Regions from separate parts of the Mus musculus genome. Here regions 1 and 3 are each linked to region 2. Evidence: chromatin contacts called from public HiChIP or PLAC-seq and promoter capture Hi-C data. All regions are on one chromosome and are shown on one strand. Each heading gives the region's core, a stretch centred on a gene start, on an enhancer-like site or on the middle of the called end of the contact. The rest is flanking DNA. Distances are from core to core; before and after follow the strand shown. Region 1 overlaps Znrf2 (zinc and ring finger 2). Region 2 holds the start of Plekha8 (pleckstrin homology domain containing, family A (phosphoinositide binding specific) member 8). Region 3 holds the start of Prr15 (proline rich 15).

Evidence for each region. Promoter capture Hi-C pulls out the DNA fragments that hold promoters and counts their contacts. HiChIP or PLAC-seq counts read pairs in DNA pulled down with a chosen protein or histone mark.
Region 1: an H3K4me3 HiChIP or PLAC-seq map of embryonic stem cells shows a contact between it and region 2, with 12 read pairs. The contact joins the enhancer-like site here to the promoter of Plekha8 in region 2. A contact is called at or near these places in 6 of 39 promoter capture datasets (3T3-L1-derived adipocytes, the C10 cell line, the HPC-7 cell line and 3 more), 8 of 115 datasets of contacts at active chromatin or transcription factors (bone marrow-derived macrophages, embryonic fibroblasts, embryonic stem cells and 4 more) and 2 of 9 other capture datasets (adipose tissue and pancreatic islet).
Region 3: a promoter capture Hi-C map of stem cell-derived epiblast-like cells shows a contact between it and region 2, with 3 times the contacts expected there. The contact joins the promoter of Prr15 here to the promoter of Plekha8 in region 2. A contact is called at or near these places in 8 of 39 promoter capture datasets (the C10 cell line, cranial neural crest, embryonic stem cells and 4 more), 1 of 484 Hi-C or Micro-C datasets (embryonic stem cells) and 2 of 115 datasets of contacts at active chromatin or transcription factors (embryonic stem cells and pancreatic cancer cells).

What each region holds. Positions count from the first base shown.
Region 1 is chr6:54,849,437-54,853,675 of GRCm38.p6, forward strand. The region is part of intron 1 of Znrf2 (zinc and ring finger 2); the gene reads left to right. Among named protein-coding and RNA genes, the nearest start is that of Znrf2, 35 kb to the left of the region's middle. Within about 2 kb of position 1,900, at least 64 of the 459 cell types and tissues checked have an H3K27ac peak or open chromatin away from gene starts, as enhancers often do. A contact at or near this core is called in embryonic stem cells and memory CD8 T cells, where this site is marked.
Region 2 is chr6:54,593,429-54,598,180 of GRCm38.p6, forward strand. It overlaps Plekha8 (pleckstrin homology domain containing, family A (phosphoinositide binding specific) member 8), which reads left to right and starts at 1,683. Exons shown (of 14, transcript NM_001164361.1): 1 at 1,683-2,043. The coding sequence starts at 2,004. It also overlaps a transcript of Fkbp14 not described here.
Region 3 is chr6:54,324,039-54,328,374 of GRCm38.p6, forward strand. Prr15 (proline rich 15) reads left to right here and starts at 2,863. Exons shown (of 2, transcript NM_030024.3): 1 at 2,863-3,272. All of the region lies in intron 4 of 9130019P16Rik (RIKEN cDNA 9130019P16 gene), which reads right to left.

The DNA of each region.
Region 1 (4,239 bases), core at 650-3,149, 260 kb after region 2:
ACTAAGAGAGTGTTGTTTAAGTATAAATTGTAAATAAGCAAAGGGTAGAATTCTTACTGCATTGGCTTTTCTCTATAAAAGGAGATTGGATGCTCCTGTAGGACCGTTTCCAGCCTCACAACCTTGAGCATGAAGTGGGAGTGGTTTACTGTAGCGTCTTTTGGACTGCACTGAAGGTGTGTGCACTGGGTAAAGCTGGAGAGTGTCTGCTCCTCTGCTGTGGCTTTGTTCTCAGGAAGTAGGAGGGTGGGGGAGGGTGGGGGAGGGTGGGGGGAGGGTGGGGGTGATTGTTGTTTAAAAACAGAAACTTACAGAAAACTGGAAGGCTTAATTGTTTTTAAAAGCTATTGTAAGACATTTAGTGAATCCTTTCTGTATCCTTCAGTCTAAACAACCAGCAAATCTTTGGATGACCTTTCACTCAGATATTTGAATGCTTATTACTTTGTGTCCAAAGTAGTATTAATGACTTTTGGACTACACAAAATAGGTCACCTAAACCTTGCTTCATTCATTTCCTGTTTCCATTATCTTCAAAAGTAATGATTTTGTAAAGACTACCGGAAAAAAATGAACAAAGACTTATCAGACACAGGCAGACAATAGAAAACATTGACTTTCCTTAATGGGCTTAAAACTTGGACCCATGTGAAATACATTTCCAAGAATCTCTGCTATGCAGTGATCTCTGTTGACATGAGTTATGTATGTTCCTTCAGGATTACTTTGGATGATTCATTAGAGAATCTTGTCTTTAGACTATAAAGCACTTGTTGAACAAGGTTACAATGTAGCAAGCAACCTTGTTTTGGAATGTATTTTGCTACATTGTGCTCTTCCCTGGTCTGGTGCTTTCATTTCACATATTTTGCTCTTAATAGAAGTAGGGTTCAGTGCTGGGGATTTCATTTGCTGTTTTCTCCATTGACCTCTTGAGCTGAAGTTATTCTTATTAGAAAGTCAGGGTAGGCGATCTGTGTCTTGTCCTGGCTTAGGAGGTTGTTTATCTTGTATTTCTAGGAGAATTTTTTCCTAGCAGTTAATCCTATACATGCCTACCATTTAATAGGTCTCCCTAGCAGCTGAAATGGCTGTCTTCTCAGGTTAGACTTCAGAACTTTAGCTGTGTATTATAAAACTTGTTTGCTTACAGAAAGTGGTTAATTTTAGTATGTTTGAAACAGTTTTTCTTTATAAATAAATTTGGAAAATCATGAGCGGTTTAGGACTTGACTGCTTGTGATTATGATTAGCCATAATTAGAGTTCTTTGTTCTGCTTCTTAATTTTGCTGCTATTCCCTCTGTAGAATTGAAGCTAAGGTGGTTTAGGTATTCAGTGTTGTCTGTAGGTCTAGGTGGGAGAGGAATTGGGAATAGAATATATACACAGAATATATAAGGATGTATAACTTCTGCCTCACAGAGGGTATCACACTTGAGAGAGAAGATGTACATAGCAGCAGTGATGTCACATAGAGTGAATATGGAGGCTGTTGGGCTCACGGGTGAGCAGGTAATGAGGAAAGGACCCCCCAAAGTCTGAAGTAAACCAAAAGCAACTTCGTTCACTGCAGGGGGGGGGGGGTGGGATGGGGGGGTGCTTCTAACTGGTTTAGAGTGTTGGTCAGGCTAGGAGCTGACACAACAACCTTGAAAGGGCAAAAGCAGTCTTCTTTTGAAGCATAAACCCACTGGCAGGTAGAAGGATAAATTGTACTGTAATTGGCCTTTGTGTCATTTAAAATGACAGACTTACCCATTACCCCACTAGGTTCCTGTGATATCAATGGCTTTGTTGGGGACACAGCTCCAACAAAGGATCAGTCTTCAGCTACCAGGCCCCACACATCTGAGAGGCCTTCCTGTGGAGGAGGAACTTGGTAGAGATCCCCTCACCTTGTCTTAAGCAACACGTGGCAGTTGTTCTCCAGTGTCCTCTGTTCACAGTTTAAACCAGGCCCTGGCAGCAGGTAAAGCATTGGCACATTTATGCCCAGTGGTTAGCGCACCACACTCCAGGTGGTGTCCTCTGGTATTGTGTGTCCTTCTCTTCTTGGAGGTTTGGGGGAATCACTCTTAGGACTTGGGAGTCTCTGTCACAGTAAGTTTAAACATATTAAGTGGCATATTTAGCAGATTTCTGACAGGTTAGAGGGCTGCTAAACACCTAGCATATATGAATTAAACAATCTTGGTCTGCTCTACGGTATCTGTTTTAAACTGTACTTTACAAACAAAACAGGAGACTAAATAGAATTTCATATTGTAATTAACCGCATCAGTTCCTAGGACGATGCACAGATAATGAGGAAAGGATCACCAAAGTAGTAAATTAAAAGCAACTTTACGGGAAAATGCTGCTAACCAGTTAGGGATATGGTCAGGCTCAGGGGCTGACACAATGACCTTGAAAGGGCATAAGCAGTCTCCTTTTGAAGCAGATGTTCAGGGGATAATAAAGGAATTCATATGAGGGTTAGTTCTGGAGCGCAGGGTGTGGCAGATAGCAGGATGTTGCTCAAGGCTATTTTAAGGCCTTGGTCTTATCTTAGCCTTTATGGGGCTCCTGCAGACCCGGTGGTTTTACTGCAATTGAAAAGACCTGCTTGAAGGCTTGCATGCAGTAAGAGGAGGGTGGAATTACTCTGGGCTCTTCACAGGCTAAGGGAGGTTGTTTCGGGCTTAAGATCTGAAGAGATTACATGATAAAACTTGATTTGAACTTGAAGAGATGGAAATAGGTTTTTAACAAATACCTGAAAACAAAGTATATTTACTTGAGCAAAAACAGGTGACATAGTTGTTCTCTTGGAGGAAAAGAATGAAATGGTTTCACTAAATTTGTATTAAGGTAATAATGGGAAATAATATGAAAAGTCAAGTCCAAAGACAGATGGCATGTGTGTACAGTAATGATCGTGCATAACAGGAGCCAAGATGCAGCAAGCCAGAAGCAGAGCTCAGTTCTGCTACTTTGGATTTCTTTCCAGTTGGACCTATATTCATTCCCTTTATACTTTGCACTATTGAAGAGAGGACAGCTGCCATATTTGGAGGTCCGTATTGCCTGGTATAGCCAATGGAGATTACTTTATAAAATGTCTTGTAAACACATTTGTCTCATTAATTTGTTCAGCTCATATATACTTAGAGTAAGCCTATCTATTATTTCCTTATAGTAATTATTAGTCAATTAAAACATAAAGGTTAAAATACAAGAACCTGCGAGCTTGGATCAGTGCCATCCACATAGCCAGCCTAGTGTTGAACCTGGCTACCTTCCCCCCGCCCCCCCCCCATCCCCCTCACCCCCTGCCTGGACTCTGGTTTGGAGAAGATAACCTCCCCTTCTTTGCCTGCAGGAGCTAGGACCTCCCATGGCTAATCACATTGCATCTGCATAACTTACTGCTTTTGTAGAATAATGCATTGATATGTAAATCTCACGAGGAATGGAGATCAGGACTTTACTTCACTGATAAGGCTTGCCTTTTTTTTTCCCCCCTGGAGGCACTGGGGGTTGACTCCTGGCAGCACAAACTGTTAGAATGGGGCCTGAGTACTTAGCTTCCCTGCCATTCTGCAGAAGCTTCTGACTGATGGTAAGGGTGATTTTTGCCCTCGTTTGGAGGAGGGGAAATCTCTCCGTTACCTGTCCTGTTAAAATATTCACAAGGCTAGGGCTGAGCATCAGTCTTCTTTTACTTGTCATTGGTTGGTTTCTAGAAGAAAAGAACAGCCACTGTTTGTTGAATCCTGTGCTTTAGGCTTTATATTCTCTTTAATCGTCATCAGGATGCCATTGTGTACCTACCGTTATCAACATTGTCATCGTTATAGTTTGTAGTGCAACTAGTATTTGTACCCAGATGTTAGGTCTCAAACCAGGGACAAACACCTGAGATGCCTACTTAACATATCAAAAAGGACCTGGCCTCCCGGTTCTCCCAGCCAACAGTCCCGTTGCAGCAGGCATACAATGCCCACTACCCTCAACTCATTACGCTGAACTGTGCAGCTCAGGGCTGGCAGATCTCTCCCCTGAGACTCTTCCTTCTGTAATGCAGACATTCTGGTTGCCCTCCCTCTTTGTACCTTTGGCCTCCTGGATGCCGCAACTGGCTCCCCTACTTGCTACTTTGCACTTCTCTCCTCACAGGGCTCAGGGTCTTGACCACTCTGCATTCTCCCCAGGTGTCTGCCTCCGGCCATGCTCTCCCTTTTATCTACAATAAACT
Region 2 (4,752 bases), core at 433-2,932:
GCAGCTGGATCCAGGCTAACATCCTCGGGGGTGGGAGATGGGGGAAGGGTTGTTTCAGTGAAGTATTCCAGCTGCGGAGTCTGGAGCCAGGTGACACTCGGGTTTTTGGAAAGACCAGACACTGAGAAGCAGCCTTCTTCAAGATGCCACAAATAAAGGCTCAGAACTATGGTTACTAATTTAGAACAGAAACTCTAAGGACCTACTAGGATGCTTTAAGGTTCGCAAAGCACACTCTGGTGCAAGATCCTCACTAACTTAACGTGGCTATTCCCACCCACCCACTCCCCCCCCCCCCCCCATTTAGACAGTGTCTTAGGGTTTCCATTCTTGGGTTAAAGCATCATGACTAATAGCAAGTTGGGGAGGAAAGGATTTTTACCTATTACACTTCTATATCATAGTCCATTATCCAGGGAAGGCAGGGTAGGAACTCAAAACAGTAATCAGGAAGCAAGAGCTGATGTAGAGAGGCCATAGAGGAGTGCTGCTTACTGGCTTGCTCAGCCTGCTTTTTTTTTTTTTTTTTAATAGCACCTAGGATCACCTGACCAAGGGTGGCACCACTCTCAGTGAACTGGACCCTTCCACATCAATCAGTATTTAAGAAAAAGCAGTAGAGACTTGCCTACAGGTAAATCTTATGGTTCGGAGATCCTCGTTCCAAATTACTCTAGCCTGCATCAAGTTGCAAAAAACTAGCCCGGAGAGAAGCTAGTTTAAAAAAAAAATTAGGTTAGAAGTTAGTGCCCTGCTTAAGTTCACTTGGCCGAAAAGAATTGGCACTCCACCTTAAGACTTGGCTTGATTTCATTCTACAAACATCGCTGTCAATGAGTGACTGCTAATAATTCGTCACTTATGTGACCTTGGTGGTGAGTAGATAATACTTAAGGACGGAGAGAGAGAGAGAGAGAGAGAGAGAGAGAGAGAGAGCACTTGTTTTAACAATTATACAGCTTAAAGTTCTAAACGGCTGCCCTCATTTCAGATGTAGTCCATTGCTGCAATCTGAGAAGAAACTAGAAATCACCAAAAGAGATTAAAACAACAACAAAACACAAACAAAACAACAACAAAAACAGGGCATTGAGGTGTGCAGTCAGGCAAATAACCAACTAAGTGATATATTATTTATTAAACCTGTCAACCTTACACTAAGGGAAAAAATGCCTGCACTTTAGCCCTTGAGAGCATATTTCTATAACACTAACATTTGGTTGTGTTGTGCTTCTTCTCAACATTCACCTTCCATCTAACCTGTGATAGACACTTTTCTTGGATAAAAATCCTGACAACAGTGCATTTTCATACTTTCATGTACTTAGAAATTCCCCTTGGAGAGCTTGTAAAAGTGCCGATTTTTAATCCAAAAGGTCTGGAACCCCCGAGAGATTTTTTTTTTTTTTTTAACAGAAGCCCAGGTGAAGTCAATGTCTGCGGTCCAGAGACCAAGCTTCCAGTCAAGAGGCCGGCAGTTTGAACAGCGCCTTACACAGAAGTGCATCCGGAAACTACAGACTAGCCTCATCCGAGGATTCCGGGTCTCAGCCCGCATCCTCCTCCACTGACAAACTTGTCATTAAAAGCTGGATCCCTGGAGCCTAGACCCCCATGGGTGACCTGCCACCCGCGTGCGCATCGGAGCCCCGCCCACCGGTCAGCCCCTCCGCGCAGTGGCCAAACCCTGGCGTGGATTTGGTAGCGTGCGCACAGCGCAGTGAGCATGCGCGAGCGCGCCGGGGCGGGCGCTGTGGGCTCAGTGGCCGCAGGAAGGCGCCCGCGACCGCCGCCACAGGGGCCGCGCCTCCCGCGCCTCCCTCGCCTCTCTCTGGCGGCCGCTCTGCGGCGTCCACACCGACTGCGCCAGGCGCAGGCGCAGCCCCCGGGACCCGGAGCTGGTGCTCCCAGGCTGTCGCGGTGACCCCGCCCCCGGGCCCAGGATGTGAGGCCGGCCCGGCGTCCCCGCGGCGGGCCGGGGCGACGAGGGGCCCGCGGGTGCCATGGAGGGCGTGCTGTACAAGTGGACCAACTACCTGAGCGGTGAGTGCCGGCTTCCGTGGGTGCGGTGCGCCAGGCGGCACCCTCCGCCGGCTCGCGGCCCGGATGGAGAGTTGGGTACCGGGTGAAGCCGGCAGCCTGGGTCCGCTGCGGGGTCCACCTCAATCTCGCGAATTGGGTGGGGGGCGGCCTCGCTTGGGCCGCGCAGCCCAGCTGCAGGGTGCCGAGTGCCACCAACCCCTGGATTCCAGAGTCTCCACGCAGTCGATCTCCCTAGGCACCTTCAGGGTCATCCCCCTGCCGACCGAGGTAGTGGAACTCTAGCACCGCAGCCCTAAGCCCTGAAGTGTACGCTGGCGATCGGCCTTTTCTCTCCGAACATTTCTTTTGTTTCAGAACTCTGTCATAAAAATGAATGCAGATATTAACAACGGTGTCCTTGTCTTGCCCAGCACAATGGCTTAAAATAGCACCCTGCCCCCTTTCTAGCTCTTGGAAGCACTTTCCAACTATCCAGAAGTTAGAACTATTCCTCAGCTTTGAAGATGATTCTCAACGAACATTATTTTCATCCAAGCAGCCAGTATTTTATAAGTACTATGCTATATGAACAGTGCTGGGTGCGTTTTAAAGTTAAACTTTTTTGTTAGGGAAAATGGGTTAACATTTAACGTGTCAGTGGGGATGCAGAAACTAGAAATCTTACCAACTAGAGCTAGGGTTTCCCCATCCTTTGGTGGGGCAGTTCTGTAGTAAGGACAGGTGTGTATGGCTTGTGAAGATCTGGCAGAGTAACTTTGAGGAAGTCACAGCCCAGTACAGGCAGAAGTACACCTGTCAGCATGTACCTGGAATCTCCAAGTAGTATAGTAGTTAGCACAGTTAATTCATTTTTTTTAAAATCTCTACCCGAGGGTCTGATGAGAAGGTTTTCCTTAAGACCTGGCCTTCACTTCAAGGATCTCCACTGATGTCAGCAGAGAGATTAGGTTATACAGGAAGAACTCAAAGCTGGCCTGCAGGTCCTTGAATACTGGAAGCCGATTAGCATGTTGTTTAAGAGAAGGCTTGACGGTGCCATTCTCCCAATGCTGTCCTAAATGCTGAGAAGTAGGTGTGTATCTTAATTGTAAACCCTTGAGTCAACTTCACCCTTTACTGTCCTCCTCTGAACCCTAGCCCGGACACACACAAATCACTTTCTTCTCCTGCCCCACCTTAATCATTTCCGTCTTCCTTTCCCTCCCCTTTCTGTGTGGAAACTTTTGGTAGTAAAATGCCCTCTCCCCACAGTCTTCTGTATCCTTCATTGCACCAACATTTTTCTAGCTGTCTCTGTGGATCTATCTTCTGTGATGCCCCTGCCATCTGTTTGATGGTAAGAGTCAACTCTTTTCTTCCCTAAGTAAGAACGGACAGTACTGTTGAGTGGCTTCTGGGCAAAGCCCTAAAGGCATTGGAGCCTTCGCTGCTTTTCCTTTGGCTTGTGTGTCACTCACTGTTCCATGAAGGCTGAAGGCTGTCACACCGCTGACTACTTTTCTGGATAGACTACTCTGCTTAAAATTGAGGGTCGGTTGGCACATTGGCTTTCATTCAACACGGCCTTACTTTGGAAGAGAATGGCACTAGCTTAGGAAGATCACATGGGTTCCCTCTGCTCTCCTTTGCTGTCGGAGAGTGAATGATGAACTTAGATGGAAAGCCTTTGCCTTTAGAATAATATTTTCCGAGTTCTCTGAGAATGTCGCACAGCTCCTTTTGCTCATGTTCATCCCTCTTCCCATAGCCACCCTTTCCACCCTCACTCCCTACTCACCTTGAAGTCGTCCTCCTGCTCCTCCTCTTTCTCCTCCATCTCCTGCAGCTAATGATGCTCAGAGACTCTTGGGAGTGGGGCCCGCTAAGGATCATACCATTAAAGAAAACTGGCACTTGCTCTCCCAGCAACTATCAGCTGCCAGGAGTTCCTCAGCCAGTGCTGGGATTTCATACCTCCCTCCCTCCCTCCCCGATGCTGGGATTGTGTCTGGCTTGAGCTTGCACAAGTCCTCTGCAGGTTGTCACAAACACTGAGTGCATATTTGCAACTGTGTTGTTATGTCCAGAAAACACTTGTTTCCTTGATGTTTTCTAGCATCTCTGGATCTTACAGTCTTTTCGCTTACCCTTCCACTAAGATCCCAGGGCCTTAGGAATAGGGGGTGATATGTTTATTCCATTTTGGACTGAGCACTCTGTGATCTCTTACTTCCCACACCTTCACTAGTTGAGGGTCTCTGGGTTAATTGACATCTATAGTGATGAGAAGTATTAAGTATTAAGCAATGCACTGATGTGTAAGTATGGAGATAATTCATTAGAAGCTGATTTAGTGCTATAGCGTTTGGTTTAGCTGAATAGCAGTATTAGGTAATAGTATTAGGTTCTCCTTTTGGACTCTTGGCCCTGCTAACAGTACCAGGAATGGGTTCCATTTCATTGAGCAGGCTTTAGATCCAGTCAGGAATAGTTAGTTATGCCCGGAACATTCATGCCACTGTTGTACCAGTGAGGGCATATTACCAAGCCAGTTATTGTAGCTTGTAGAAGTCACACTGAGTGATACTGATGATTGCTTTTTCTCTGCTGGTGTGCTCGGTAGCTTCCAGTGCTAGGAAAGCTAGCCAGTGGGGCTGAGGTGAGCACCAGTTCGATAACCCTGTGTTCTGTGGCTCAGATGTGTGGTGTCTGACGCTTATTTTAAAAACT
Region 3 (4,336 bases), core at 1,613-4,112, 270 kb before region 2:
AGGTGAGCCAAAGAGATCTGTTGCTAGAAGAAAGATCCAGCACAGACCCCACTACCCCTGCCCTGCAGACCAGCCAGAAGAAGCCCTAGCCTGTTCCTATCACCAGCATTCTCCATGAAATTGCTTTGTGAAAAGGGGAGAACAGAGAAACTACGAGTTTCAAACCTGTGACCTGATGGCAGGACGCATGGGGGAAAGGAGAGAGGAGTGGGCCGGCTCAAAGGCTTGGTGCGGGACTAACCTGGAGAGAGATCGAGAGCAGACTCTGTACAAAAGCTGGCCTTGCTTAGATCAACTATTTAGAAAGACCTTAAGAAAGGAACATTTAAAGATAACCCAGTAACTTGGCAGGGAGATGAAATGCCTGGTTGTAAAGCTTGCTTTAAAGGGTTAAATGAATCCAACACTGACGCAAACCCAAAGAGAGCACAACAGCATGTTCAGAGTGACAGAGTTGGAGGCTGTGAAGGAAAAGGCATGTCTAACTGTCAAAGGGCAGGGGTGACCATAGAGATGGAGAAGAAAAGGAGAAAGGCATGGAGCTAACAAAGAAGGAAAGGACAAGAACAGGAGATATGAACGTGAGGTCAGCAAGAGTAAGAAGAACAAAGCCAAGACACACCACAGTTCTCTAGGATGAGTGCAGGGTACGTTGGTTTCTCTGGTATGATCGGCTGTATTCCTTAAGCATTTGTTCAGATTCCTTCCAAAGCCCACCCCTACTGGAGAGATGTAGTGACATGATCAGTTTCCCAGCGCCTCCAGAAATTTCAGGTTTGCTGAGCAAAAATGTCAGCGCTAAACTCCAAGATTCTGCAAGGTCTCCAAGACCTTAGTTCCTAGCACCCAGTTCTAGAAACTCATTCCTTAAGTGGGTGATCATTTATTTTGCCAAGAAAGCAACTGTTAAGACTCTGCATTGGCCCCAGTCCCAGCTGCCATTGAAAGTCTGTGTCCTACTCAGCTGCCCAGTGTCACCTCCCAGGTCTGCCCAGCCACACTCTGTGCTTACATCACCCACCTGCCCTTTGAGCCTTGAGAAGCCCAGCATCCTTCACACCTTGAGGCTCTCTTAGCTGCTGTTTACCCTGCTTTTCATGACTCTATTCATTACACACACACACACACACACACACACACACACACACACACACACACACACACACACTTCACCTTTCTATGGATATATTCACCCCCATCTAGTGGTTCTCTCATTTATAAGGTGCTTCCACTCAACCCAGGAGGCATAACAGAGACATTTGACATTGCTGAATGTATTTGAGGAGCTATCTTATTGAGAGATGAAGGATTTGTTTATTGAGAAAATGCTTGTGGCTTTGTGAAAACCACACTAGATGAAAAGCCATTCAGCAAGCTAGTGTCCTTTTCCTGGTGTCTTCATTCTTTCAACAATGTGCTTGACAAGGGCATGTCCCAGCTCCATAAACGGTGGTGGTGGCGACTCCCCAGACAAGCTTTTCTCATCATATGACATCTGCCTCCGGAAAGCTTCCTTTAAAGCTGGCAACTAGTCTTTATCAAGTACCAGTGTTATGGTTCAGTGTCCCCACTTTAAAACTAACCTCAAGAGTCAGTTTTGGTGGTATGCCAGAGTTTGAATCCAGTCTTAGTTACATAGTGAAATTCCACCAATAAAGAAAGGAAGGAAGGAGGAAGGGGGGCAGAGAAGGAGGGGAAAGGGGGAGGAGAGAGAAAGGGGCAGAGGGAGGAAGGGGGAGGGGAGTTCTCTAATCTCTGGTTAGAAACAAATCATTTCCAAATACACAGTGTATGTTCATCTTTCATTTTTTAATTGAATCCAAACTAAGACACCAACCAAGTCCTTGTATTTTCCTCTTCCCTACTGTATTGAAAGTCTCTATAAAATTCCTGCCTGCTTATCAAATCCTTATTGCAAGAGATCAGAGTTGGTTGGTGATCTGTCTCTCACCAGGCTTGTCCCGCAGAAAGTGCTCAAAGCAGACAAATTGCCTGGACTGCCTACCTTAGAGGCAAAGAAAGGGTCCTACTTGCATGTCTGCAAGCCTAGAGACCCCCAAAATCTCTTTCAAGTCGTAACTTCGCCTTAGTTAGAGAAATGTCTCCTCTAATACCGTTTTTGACAAATAACCACCGAGCTAAAGCACCTTGCACGGTGCTGGGGCCCATTGGTTCACCCTCTCAGTGGCTCTGGGCTGGAGTAATATGCTTGGATGGGTGTCGATGCGCGGTCGCCCAAACGCGAAAGATGCTTTGTAGCATAGGCACTTAGTTATGGTAAGAACCCAAGACTAACAAGCTGATAAGCTGGAATCAAACTTCCAACCCCGTTACTTCGAGATTGCCCTTCAGCATGCAATCCTGGACAACTGTTTAACCTCCGCAAAGCCATGGTTCCTTTGCAGGTCTGTTAGGAGCCATAGTGCCCAGGCCTGGGGCGGTCTGATGAGCAAGTGAGTTAACCCAAGTGAGTTGACCCAAGTGAGTTATAGTACTAGGATAGCGCCCGATGACAGCAACGACATGGTTCTCAACTCTTAGTCTTTTAGGTAAGGGCGCTTGAAACTCCCAAACAATGACAGAGTTTGAATCAGCTCTCCGAGTTAGAAAATTTGAAAGCCTTGGGACTCAAACCTCAGCGCAAGAACGGAACGCGAGCAGGGAGGCGGCGCAGCACAGCTTTTTCTCCAATCAGAGTCCGCAGGGCTGGAACCACGTTTGCAACCTCGTCCAATCTGGTCCCCAGAAGGGCGGGGACGCCTACCTGCACCTGTAGCCTGGCGGCCGCCTCCTGTCCCACCCTGACCCTCCCCTCCTCCTCAGTTCTGGTGTCTTCAGGCCTTTGGCCAACCACCAGCAAGTGGGCAGATGTCTCAGCGCGTTCCTACGGACGCTCAGGAAGGGTAGTGCGCCGGAGTCAGTAGCCCAGGTCCTGTCTAGCTGAGGCCAGAGAGCAGAGTGAACGGGAAGAAAGGACGCGCCCTAGAATGTGAGACTCCCACCGGGAAAGGCTGACCAGACTCACCCTGGGGCGGAGGATCTGACAGTCCCTGCCACCTGAGCGGACCGTGCTGCCAACCCCAGGTTGTTCCGACAGTGTGCGAGTGTCAGGGGTGTTGGGCGAGATCAGCAACAACGATTCCTGCATCTCTCCTAGTCAGCGATAAGGGACACCGCGACTAAGCTTCAGGCACCCGGAGACGCCCCCTCCGTGTTCTAGACAGCCCGCGCGGCGCAGCGCGGCGCCGCAGTGGCCCTGAAAGCCCCTACAGGTGAGTGAACCAGAGTCCCTCTGCGTCTCACAAGGCAGGCCCTGGCGCTACGAAGTCCCTGGAGAATGCTGTCTAGCGCTTTGCAGTGCCCCTCCTCCTGCTGCCAGAGGAGAGGCCCCCCCCAGAACAGTGATCTGCCTACTTTTGCATTATTTGCCATCTTTTCCTTGCGCAATTCTCACAAAGCCTTTCCGTACACACCAAGTTGGTCACTGTGGAAAAGAAAGTGTTGGGTGGCTGCCCACCACCATTAATAAATGCCTTGGGGTGCGGTGTTTTTCCGATCTGCAGAATAGGGAGTAAGACGTTTGTAGACCCCAACGTTGACGGTGCCTAAGGGTGTGGGCGCCTTTCTTAGGGAAAGAACTTTGAGCTGGTTCTGCTTTTACGGTTTTCAAGCCCCAGTCCGAGTGAGTCCTCAGGACATCCCCAGGGAGGAGATGGCGCCTCCCCGTAGGCGCAGAGACTTCCTCTACCAGGCAGTTCCGGGAGAACCTGCAACAACAAACGGCCGCACAAGTTTCCCTCCTGCGCACTGGCGAATCCCAGGAGCGCCGCGGTGCGTGGGCTGCGAAGCGGCGGAGCTGAAACCTAGAAATGGGCGGCGCGCGCGAGCCCTGCCCACTCGTGGTGGCCGTGTCCAGTAGCACGCTCACAGGAAGTGTGCCAAGAGTCTGGCTTGCACTATCAGGAGCGTCTGGGCTCCGTTATTCAATGGTTTTCTGGAGTTCCTGGTTGGGCGCTCTCCTTTGGAGGATGGAAAGGCAACCAGCAAAGAAAAGTACCAGAAGACTTTGTTTACAATAAGTAAAATCCTCAAGAGATAGAGAACTATGAAAGAAGGGTTGGGACCCGCGGCCTTCCAACAGTGTGGAGATTGGCTCTAGGGAGTTAAAGGAAGAGTGGGATGGCGGTTTCCAAGGGAAGTTAAGTCTAGACAGCCTCTGAAAATCACAAGGCAGAAGTGGTTTGAAGCAGTTTGAAGTAAGCACAACCATGAATTTATGCTCCCCGCTTTCTCACTTGGATACACCGCTCATCACCGCTCATCCTAGAAAAAGACT